Regions from separate parts of the Mus musculus genome. Here region 2 is linked to region 1. The links are chromatin contacts, called in public promoter capture Hi-C maps. All regions are on one chromosome and are shown on one strand. Each heading gives the region's core, a stretch centred on a gene start, on an enhancer-like site or on the middle of the called end of the contact. The rest is flanking DNA. Distances are from core to core; before and after follow the strand shown. Region 1 holds the start of Bcap31 (B cell receptor associated protein 31). Region 2 holds the start of F8 (coagulation factor VIII).

Region 1 (5,191 bases), core at 1,053-3,552:
GACCCTGAGCAGCAACACTACTGCTGTAGCCACTGTGCTGAGCTCTGCTTGTTAACCTCTGCTTGGGCTGAGTCATGCCCATAATACTGGACAGCCCAGCCAGCCAACTCTGCTGGACGCCAGCCTTCAAAGGGCTCAGAGAGGCAAGAGAGGTTAGGAAGCAGGCTCTGTCCTATGCTCCCAGAGATGGTAGGAGTCTAATTCCTCCCAGGTGGCTGCAGGAGTGGTTGACTGCAAGATTGGAGTAAGCTGGACCAGTAGCATCACAAATCACTAGAATCCAAAGCTAGAATCCAAAATGTCCAAGACAATTTTACCAAGGAAGCAGAAGTGGCTTGGAGGTTGCAGGCAGCCAGCACAGGGAAGTTCCCACCCAATGGTGCCATTTCTCCATTTCTGCATCTTAAGGTTATAGCCATCCAAAGCCTACCCCCAAGCTTGTCCCAGTGTCTATCTACAACTTTAACATCAGCCTGAGAAGGCCTTGTTGGGCTTCCCTTACTGCTTATAGCTGACTGCAATAGGTCTCCCAGCCACCTCCTCTGCTATTTAAGCAGCATCTCAACCTGCCCCACCTCATGGCCCCCGTAGAAGGCAATTTCCTCTGAGTTGGCCACCACTCGAGAGTGCATGTAGCGCAGTTCCCCCTTTCGCCGTGCCTCCTCTGCCACTAGCTCCCCAAACTTGGGAGAGAAGGCTCGAAGCACGTTGGCTGTGAGGAACACCACCAGGCCAGCGATGGCTGAGGGCCAGGCTGTGCCAGCTCCTCGGGATCGGGCAGCTCGAAGGAGAGTGTAGGAGGTCACAGCCACATCCAGGAGTGGCTTGGTCAGGTTGGAATAAAGGTGGGCTACAGAGGCAGCAAAGGCTACCACATCCTCTGTCAGAGACTGATCAGGGTTTCGAAGTCGTCCATCCATGTTGCTTACTCGGTAGTAAGTCTGTTGGGAGAAGTAGAGTCCATAGGCATGAGCTACTAGACGGCTTCGGAAAGAAAGAGCCAGCTGGCCCTCTAGGTAGCGGATGGCACTGTTGATGAAAGTGGCAGGAAGGGCGATGAGGAGCCACTGCAGCAGTTGCCAGCTAAAGGCCCGCGGGTCCTTACGTACAATGCAGCGGGCCAGTCTGCCGTCCAGGCGGGCAACATACACAGACAGGAAAGTTCGGCTTACCAGGGCAGCAGAATGCAGGGCCAGCAGCCCTGTTTCCCGGCACAAGACTCGGGGGAACAGCAGCCTCAGGAGCGCCAAGAGCCGCTGCAGGAATACCCGGTTCATGCCAGCCTTGGTTGCGGTGGCTCCAGAGGCCTCTTGAGTGGGCTCCCCAGCTGGCACCTGAGGACCTCTGGCAGGAGTCAGACACTGCCGTACTAGAGGGTAGATTTTGTGGACTCCATAGGCTGTGAGGGCCAGGACCACAGCTGTGCGCTTCAGCGTGGTCACCCGTGAGGGCCGGGGAGTGGAGAGCACCGGCATGTCACCTGGACTGGTGAGCAGGCTGAGGGCTGGAACTGCTGCCTGAGGCTACAGTTGCAGACAGATCCTGGAAGGGTTGTTGCTCTGACCCAGGGCTCGTTGTCTAGGCAACTGGAAACCTTGAAGTGATCCCTGAGACTGTTGCTTTAGGCCCTCGCGGTGGTGCTGGGGCCCCTGGATCGGTTGGGTTAGAATCCTCCAGGGTCGTGGCCTCTTCAGGCAGCCCGGGTGGAGGAACTGGCTTCCCTCTACAGACTGTCCCCTTAGCCCCTGAGGTCAGAGCCTCGAGAGGTCTTAAGGAGAGAGGCTGTGTCTTTCCTTCCACCTCCCTCCTCTTACTGCTCCTCCCCCCCCACCCCCCGTGACGCCCCTCCCCGGGGCACCAGGCGTGTTTGTCCGCTGAGCAGCCCGGCAGTAACGACAGCGTCTACGCCAAGGCCCAGAATCCCCACCCACCTACCCCTCCCCAGGGGTGGTGATGGGGAAGAGGAGGCGGAGTTGAGGCAAGAGGCGGAGTCCGAGTTAGGGGTGCCCCACCCCGTTCTCGCCCTACCGTTGGACCCCTCCCCCTCTCCGACAACAGAAACGAAGCAAGTCCGCGTACACTACAGAAGCGGCCCCAGCCCTCCCGCCAAGGCGCCTCCAAGCTCCACCCCTGCGTGTCCGAAGTGTCAGAGGCGCGGCAGGGGGCCTTCAACCGTCAGCCTCTACTTCCTTTCTAGACCTTGGCAACAGGCCGCGCCTAAGGGCGGGGCGGGAAACGACAATGGGCGGAGCCGTTAGGGGCCTCTAGAGGACTTGTAGGCGGGGCCTGACGCGCGTTTCCGGTTTCCGCCCGCGGGCTAGGGGGCGGGCCTGAGCATTGGTGAGAGTTTGGTAGTTGCGGTGGGGCGTGCGAGTAGGCTGAAGCTCGGTAAGCTGGGTCCGCATGCATGGCTGACTTTCGGACCAACGAGGTTCCCCCCCAGTCCCTTCATGAGGGAGGAAGGCGAGCATCCCAGAAATACTGTGGGTTCTGGGAAGTGTAGGGATCCGGGCCGACTTCGGAGTTTAGGGCAGGATCAGGCATAGGGATGTTGTGGAGGTAGGTGGAGCGGGACTCTAGGGGACGCGAGGACAGGGGCCAGTCCTCCCCACCCCCCCCCAGAAGAGCTGCCCAGGTAGGCCCAGCTCCTCGAAAGCCACCTGGCGCTGTGGACTTGGGCGTTGTGGCTTGCTAGGGATGCAGGGAGGTCCCTTTTTTGGCTTCGGGAGAGACTTTCTGGTTCTGGAACTTTCTCTGGGTAAGGCCTGGACGTGCTCTGTGGAGACCTGTATTTGCTTTTGGCCTGGATTCCCGCCCTCTAGGAGTCGCTCTTGTGGGCCTTTTGAGAGTAAATGGAGGCCTACACCCTGTGCATTCGTGCGAGCATTCGGAAGGCCTATCTAGTTTTCAAAAGCAGCTTTAGAAGGAGGCTGGAGGCTACTAGGGTTATCAGCCCCTCATAAGCTCTGGAGGAAATGGGCCTGCTTTCTTGTGCAGAGGCTTAGGTGGTGGCGTTTGCAGAAAATACATGTATGAACACTGCAGTCCCAGTCCCACTGTAGAAGCGACTGGAAGACATGTATAGCTCCTGGCAGCAGAGGCTTCTACTCTTGGAAGGAAGCCTAATGGGTGCTGAGGTCCTTCTGTTTACGTACTGTTCTTTTGAGAAACATTTTCTTAAACAGGTCTAGCCTTACAAGGGAGCCTGATGGGTGCTGAGAAGGTTCTCCTATTCTTATGAGAAACATTTTCTTAGTTAAACAGGCTTAAGAGTCTCTTGGACGGCCCCGGGGAAAGGAATCATGAACAAAAGTACCTAGTCATAGTAACATACTTGCTGGAGGGGCACAAGTAACTGTCCCAGGCAAGGGAAGTTTGTTGGCTGGCTAGAATCATTGGTCAAGTGTCTGCTGTTGGGTTAAACCCTGTTTCAACCAGGGTTTCAAAAGCTCTGAAGCAGAATCCTGTGGTCTGTTGTGAAGAATAGCAGCCCCAGCCTCTCCAGGGTCCCTGAGCAGTCCCTGTCAGTGACTTTCCAGCTCTCATGGTTCCTCCTGTTTCTTCTGTATCCTGCCAGGAAACAAGCTCCCATCCCTCTGTTGGAACCCTTTAAGTCACAGGATGAGTTTGCAGTGGACTACAGTTGCCACCTTCCTCTACGCAGAGGTCTTTGCTGTGTTGCTTCTCTGCATTCCCTTCATTTCTCCAAAAAGGTATGGCTAGTGGAACAACAAAGCAAGCATATGATGAGGGTGCTATCAAACCCTGAACCTTGTAGTTTCTGTGTGCAAAATTGGTGGACCCTGAAATTGAGGCTATATGGAAACAAGTAAAACCTGTCTTGAGTAAGGGTGTCAGGAGTATGATTTTTTTTTTCTTATCACCAATCTTGAACATTGTCTGGCTTTGTCACCTCGTCATTTGCTTTCCTGTGCACACTGTCTTCTGGTTTTTGCAAAAGAAGATTTGACTTCAACTTTTTTGAGTAATATTCTCTTGCCAACCCTTGGGCCTCAGGGCTGTAGGGGATAATTGTGTGGAAACTTGAATACTTGCACCATTGGCTTACATTGTTGCCGATTTGCTGACTTTTGACCTCCTAGCTAACTCCTACTGGCATTGCTTAGTAGGCTCATGAGCATTACTCAGCCTATGAAGGATGGAAGCTATAGTCCCTTTTAATAAAAAACAGGCTGGGCGTGGTGGCGTACGCCTTTAGTCCCAGCACTTGGGACGCAGAGGTAGTGGATTTCTGAGTTTGAGGCCAGCCTGGTCTACAGAGTGAGTTCCAGGACAGCCAGAGCTACACAGAGAAACCCTGTCTCGAAAAACAAAAAACAACCCAAAAAACCAGGATTTGCTAAACGTTATTTAGATATTGTTTCAATCATTTGTAGTATATCAACACTATTCGTATTTAAATTAGGATTTATAAAATTGCCATAGTTAATAATACCTAAGGAATATTCTTGCTAAAACCCACATTGACATTTAGTTCACAGGAAATACAGTGACCAAAACGCTGGTGGAACTGGAGTCTTGGATACTCTCTAGGACAACTAACTTTGTTCCACCACTTAGGAGGTGAAGGCAGGGTTAGGAGTTCAAGACCTATCTTGGCTACATAGCAAATTTGAGGTTAGCTTGAGCTAAATGAGACCTGGTATGAAAAGGAAAAGGATTACGGAAATGGCTCTGTAAGTAAAATGGTTGCTTGAACAAGTATAAATTCAAAATCTGAGTTTGATCTCTATCATTGATGTAAAATCTGGACATAGGAACACACTTCTGTAATAGAGTGTGGTAGAGGCAAAGATAAGGAGGATCCTAGCCAGTCTAGCTGAATCAGTAAGTTCTAGGTTCAGTGAGACCACTGGGAAAAAAAGAAAGTAGAGAATGATTAGAGAAGATAACCACTTCAAGCCCACACACTCATGCATATGCACAGGTACAAACACACAGAAAAATTGAAAGGAAAAAAAAGCAGGAAGGAGAGACTGATTAAGACCAACTTAAAAGCCGGGCGTGGTGGCGCACGCCTTTAATCCCAGCACTCGGGAGGCAGAGGCAGGCGGATTTCTGAGTTCGAGGCCAGCCTGGTCTACAGAGTGAGTTCCAGGACAGCCAGGGCAACACAGAAACCCTGTCTTGAAAAAACCAAAAACAAAAAAAACAAACAAACAAAAAAGAC
Region 2 (5,494 bases), core at 1,354-3,853, 1.7 Mb before region 1:
TTAAGTATGACCTTGGCCAGATCCCAGAACACCCGCCAGAAAAGTCTCCGCGCTGCCCTATCCAGGTGCTATTGAAGCTCCCTGGGGAGGGAGGAACCCAGCAAGCGACTCAGCATGCAACCAGCAGTACTTCACTCTAAGCGACAAAGGTGATTCCACCCCTGGCCCTTGCGCGCGTGCTCCCGCCTTTACCTTGACTGTTAGCGGCCATTTCGGGGGCGCGGGGGGGGGGGGGACCCTAGTATCGCGATGACACAGCTTCAGACCACGAGACCAGGAACAGGCGTTAGTCATCCGCAGCTGGCTTCCGGCAGGGGGTGGGGGGGCAGATATTTCCAGTCCCTTGGCAGTCGGAGACAGCGGGGCCTGGTCCCATTAGACATCTTTCCTGTCCTGGAGCAGCTGCTACAACCACCTCAGCTGCAGCCCCACACTTGCGCAGAGGAATGAATGCTTGCTACGTGTGCAGAAAGCTTCTCTGCCTTGGTGGTGACAGAGTTTATCTCACCTTTATTTTTTTTAATTTATTTTAGATTTTGCATATTTATGTAAACAATGAACTTATGTTAATTCTGACATTAATTTCAAGGCTGTTTAAGTTCAGGAAAACACATCTTACACTTTTTAAAAGCATTCCAACCACTTAATAATGTACACTTGTATTATGACTGCTGCTTCTTCCGCTTTAAAGTTTTTTTTTTAACTTTGTGTATATGAGTATTTGCATGTGTTTGAGTACAGCACGTGTACGCAGTACCTGAGGCCAAACAGGACTTCCGATCCCTTGGGACTGGAGAGGGGAGTGATACAAATATCTCAATTAGAATTGAGCACTTTATTGCCTCTTATCCTCTGTACATATACTAGTTGTGAGTCTATTAGAAAAAAGAAGATTCTTAGATGAGGAGTGAAAGATCCCCTATTTTATCGGTATAATAGTAAAAAAAATTGGGAGGAGACAGTTTATTTTTGTGTCCATTTAGGAAAGCAGTTCTTCCCTATGACTTAGGCAGCCATGGGGTTTTGGCTTTCTAACAGGTATCGGTTCTATCCTGTGGAGTGGGCCTTAAATACAAACATGAAGTGATTAGTTACTCCTACTATATTTATGCCACTACCATAGCAATGAGGCTATTTTGACATATCAGTCATTATATAGTACCTCACAGGGTTCTTAGATGCTTTGTAAGACTGTCAATAACTTGTCACCCCAAATAGCACACATGTAACCTTCCAGCACTGTGAAATCTTGTCAGTGCCAGCTTGATTTCCCCATGTTTTATGACTCAACTATGTTGTGTCATCAGCAATACGATCTTAACCATGAAGTTCTGTAGATTGCCAAAAAATTGGCAGTACCTTATAATGTTTGGGGGTTTATGGAGCCAACAAACTCCAAAAGAGGTGACCCATTCCTGGCACTGGGCTTTATATTTGTTACCCTGCAGTGTTTAGTAGGGACATTGTCATCCTGATGTAGGGGTAACTCCATTTAAATTCTTATATATGTATACATGTATATTTTATTTAAAAAGCTTCTACAGTAGTAGGTTTTCATATTTTTTTCAAGTATCTTTAGTGTTAATAATCACTACCCATACTCACTTCTCTCTCCTGCCCTCCTATCCTTACCCCACGTAACCCTTCAACTTCTCCTGTTCCCTTTTCATATCAACTGCAGTATATCCCATTTCCCTTGAAATCTGCCTTCCCTTGTTGGCCCCTTGCTAGTTTCCTGATCTCTATGGATACTCCAATTTAAGACAGATATCTAAAGATTCAGAGTTAGCATTCACATGTGAGAGAGAATCTGAGGCATTTGTTTTTCTGGGTCTAGGTTACCTTATGGAGAATGATTATTTCCAGCTCTATCCATTTACCTGCAAATTTAATTTCATTTTTCTTTACAGCTGAGTAATAAATATTCCATTGTGTGAATGTACCACATTTTCATTATCCATTCTTCAGTTGGTGGATGTTGGCTCTTTCCTTTTTCATTCAATTATGAATTGAATGGCAATGAATATGGATATACAAGTATCTCTATAGTGGAATGTACAATCCTTTTAGATGTATGCCCAAGAGTGATATAGCTGGGTCATATGATAAGTTTGTTTCCAGCTTTTTGAGGAGGGAGGGTGTCTTAGTTAAAGTTTCTCTGGCTGTAATAAAACACCATGACCAAAAGCAACAGGGTTTATTTCAACTTATACTTCCATGTAATAAACAATTCACTAATCAATTTCACTGATGGAAATGAGGACAGAATCTCAAAAGGGCAGGAACCTGGGTGCCAGAACTGAATCAGAGATCATGGAGGAACATTGCTTACTGACTGATCATTATGTCTTGATCCGCCTATTTTCTTATACAATTCAAGAACACCTGTCCAAGAGTAGCTCTGCCTATGACTACCTGGGGCCTCCCATAGTAATCATTAATAAAAAAGCAACAGCAAATAAAACATATGGTACAGGTATCCTATCTGGATCTCTAGGCCATGTGGGCAGCTGGAAAGTTTCTGCGGAGAAAGTAGGCTGGAATCTGGTGAATCCCAAAGTGGAAGCTTTTACATTCCATGCAGACTCCAGAATCTTCACTATCTAGAGTTTCTTTGCTACAGGTACCAAGGAACAGTCTTTTAGAATAGGCTAGGAATTTAAATACACCTGAACGCCCCTCCTCAGTATTCTGTTCCTTTTCTTAAGGATTCAAACTTGTTAGGATGCACCCAGCAGGAAATGGGTTAAGCCTTAGCTCAGCCACTCTTCCTATTCCAGTTTTCCTGTGCCTGCTTCCTACTACCCAAAAGGAAGTAATCCTTTCAGATCTGTTTTGTGCTAATGCTACTTTCACTCACAGTAGATAAACTTCCAGAAAATGCTCTGCAAAATATTTAGGACTTTTTACTAAATCATTACATTTTCTTTTTGTTCTTAAAAGCTAAAGTTATTTTAGAGAAGAGTTAAATTTTCATTTCTTTAGTTGAACATTTTCTAGTAATAAAAGCCATGCAAATAGCACTCTTCGCTTGCTTCTTTCTGAGCCTTTTCAATTTCTGCTCTAGTGCCATCAGAAGATACTACCTTGGTGCAGTGGAATTGTCCTGGAACTATATTCAGAGTGATCTGCTCAGTGTGCTGCATACAGACTCAAGGTAAAAATCCTCTGTCAAGTGCAACATTGTGAAGATGTGATTTTGACTGTGTTTATTTGTATGACCCAACTCATACATATATTACAAATGATGAATTAAGGTTGTTTCTACTGACATGGAGAAAAGTCTACTAGGTGTTTCTTAGTGTAAAAGCATATAAATTATGTATAATATTCCATTTTTATAAAATTAATAATTACTAATCAAAACTCTGTGTGTGTTTGTTTGTGTGTATGTGTGTGAGAGGGTGGTAGGGAAAAGACATTCTAAGCAATTAGACTGCGTAGACTAAGGGGTCCAGTCAGTAATTTTTAACTTTTACAATGTTGTTGTTACACACATTATTTCTACACAAAAGTACACATCTACACAAAAAAAATAAACACATTCATCTCATTACCATTTGGAATGGAGAGGGTCTTTATCATATATTGTTATGTACTGTGTTCATTAACTCACCAATTCACTCATTTTGTGGTACTTCGGGTCTCCTGTTTTATTTATGAATGCTTTATCATTGAGATAAAATCCCAGACACATTACTGTTATTTTAGTGAATAGATTATCTGGTGGTATCTTGCTGGAACAAAGGACATAGTTCTGTTTTAGTTTTTTCTTTTGTTTTGTCTTTATATCTCTGGCTGGCCTGGGACTCACTATGAAGACCAGAATGGCCCAGAACTCCAAAATATCCACTTGCCTCTGCTTCCTAAGTTTGGGATTAAAGGTATGAGCCACCACAATCAGCTGTTTTAGTTTAAATTTTTAGAACGTTCAAGACTCTTCATGCATTTTGATCTTCAGAGCATGGGATTATACTTACCTCTGCATTTGCATCAGGAATAAGTCTAACATTATTGCTTAATTTTTTCCAGTCTTATAAGCATAGAATATTGTATCTTTAATTGTAATATTTTATTTGTAATGAGATTCATCATCTTTTAAAATGCGTGTTGGCTATCAGAGTTAATTTTTCAGACTTTACTTTTTTTATGTTTCACCCATATTTCTTTGGGGTCTTCCATTTTTTTTAGCTGCAAAAACACTTATTACATGTATTCATTATCCTTTATTTATATTATAATTTCTCCTAAGATTATCTATCTCTTGCCTTACTTTATAACTTACTTATGAAAACACTTAATTTTTATAGTCAAATATTAATTTTTCACATCCTTAGTTTTGACAGTGTTGGTTAAAATGTCTTTCACACCTCAAGGTTATATGTATGTCCTTCTAGATTTTGTTGTAAGAATTTAGTATTTTTGACTCTAATTTATCTTGACATTTATTTTGAATGGTATCTAGAGAGTGATCTATTTAGCTTGACTTCCATCTGTGTAAATAGCCTATCATAATTGCACCACCACATTCACCTCTCTAGCTTTATTTTTAATCATCATTAGTGAGTTTTGGTATTAAAGTTTGGTTTAATTTATCATATAAATTGGTGAGTATTCCATCCTTTTCTATAGAATTCTCTGTTATTTAAAAATTAGGCAAGACTTACTTATGATTCCATTTGTCCCCAGTGAGATTTAGGATAGTGTTGATAACATTTCCAGTGGAAAGCTCTTTTAGTTTTAACAATTGCTTTGCTACAGTGTTTTACTTTTTCATGAATCTTTAAATTGTCTGTAGTTACACGCCCTTAAATTCCTGTGTCTTTGCTAGTTATTTGTGAATAAGCTTGCCAAAAATTTCCCTGTTTTGTTTGTGGTAGTTCTTTAAAAGAATGAATTTGGAGGTTTTATTTTATTTGAGACAGGATTGCATGTAGCCCATATTGGCTTCCAACTTATTATGTAGATGATAAAGATGACTTTGAACTTCTGATCCTCATGTCTCTACCTCTTGAGTTCTGAAATAACAGGTATGCACCACAAAATTTAACATTTCTGAGTTGTTTTTTAATTTGAGGATTTTATACATGAGTAAATTTTATTTGCATCATTTTTACCCCCTATTTGCCCTTCCGACTTTCTCATGCACCCCCAAATATTTCCTCTCAAATTTATGTGTCCATTGGTACAGAATGCCTGTTCTGCCCAGAAGACACTATCCCAAAACAGTCATTCTGGTCCTTAGTCTCTTATAATCTTTCTGTCTACTTTTCCATTATGTTTCCTAAGTCCTAGATATACTTTATTACAGATTTCCCATTTGGGTCTGGTCCCCATGGCCACCTATTCTCTACATTTTGACTAGTTGTGGCTCTCTCTAATAGACTCTGTCTCTTGCACAAAGAAGCTTGAGATATCAGAGCTGTACTTACCTATGGTATAAGGATGGGTATTTAGAAGGCAGATGGAAACTATATTACTTTAGTGGTAGGGT

What was found. Promoter capture Hi-C pulls out the DNA fragments that hold promoters and counts their contacts.
Region 2: a contact with region 1 is called in a promoter capture Hi-C map of erythroid cells, with 28 times the contacts expected there. The contact joins the promoter of F8 here to the promoter of Bcap31 in region 1. A contact is called at or near these places in 2 of 39 promoter capture datasets (cranial neural crest and erythroid cells) and 1 of 9 other capture datasets (adipose tissue).

What each region holds. Positions count from the first base shown.
Region 1 is chrX:73,713,315-73,718,505 of GRCm38.p6, reverse strand. Bcap31 (B cell receptor associated protein 31) reads left to right here and starts at 2,302. Exons shown (of 8, transcript NM_012060.5): 1 at 2,302-2,388; 2 at 3,578-3,713. The coding sequence starts at 3,622. Abcd1 (ATP-binding cassette, sub-family D (ALD), member 1) reads right to left here and starts at 1,909. Exons shown (of 10, transcript NM_007435.2): 1 at 576-1,909. The coding sequence starts at 1,475.
Region 2 is chrX:75,377,150-75,382,643 of GRCm38.p6, reverse strand. It overlaps F8 (coagulation factor VIII), which reads left to right and starts at 2,603. Exons shown (of 26, transcript NM_007977.2): 1 at 2,603-3,157. The coding sequence starts at 3,012. Fundc2 (FUN14 domain containing 2) reads right to left here and starts at 245. Exons shown (of 5, transcript NM_026126.4): 1 at 193-245. The coding sequence starts at 211.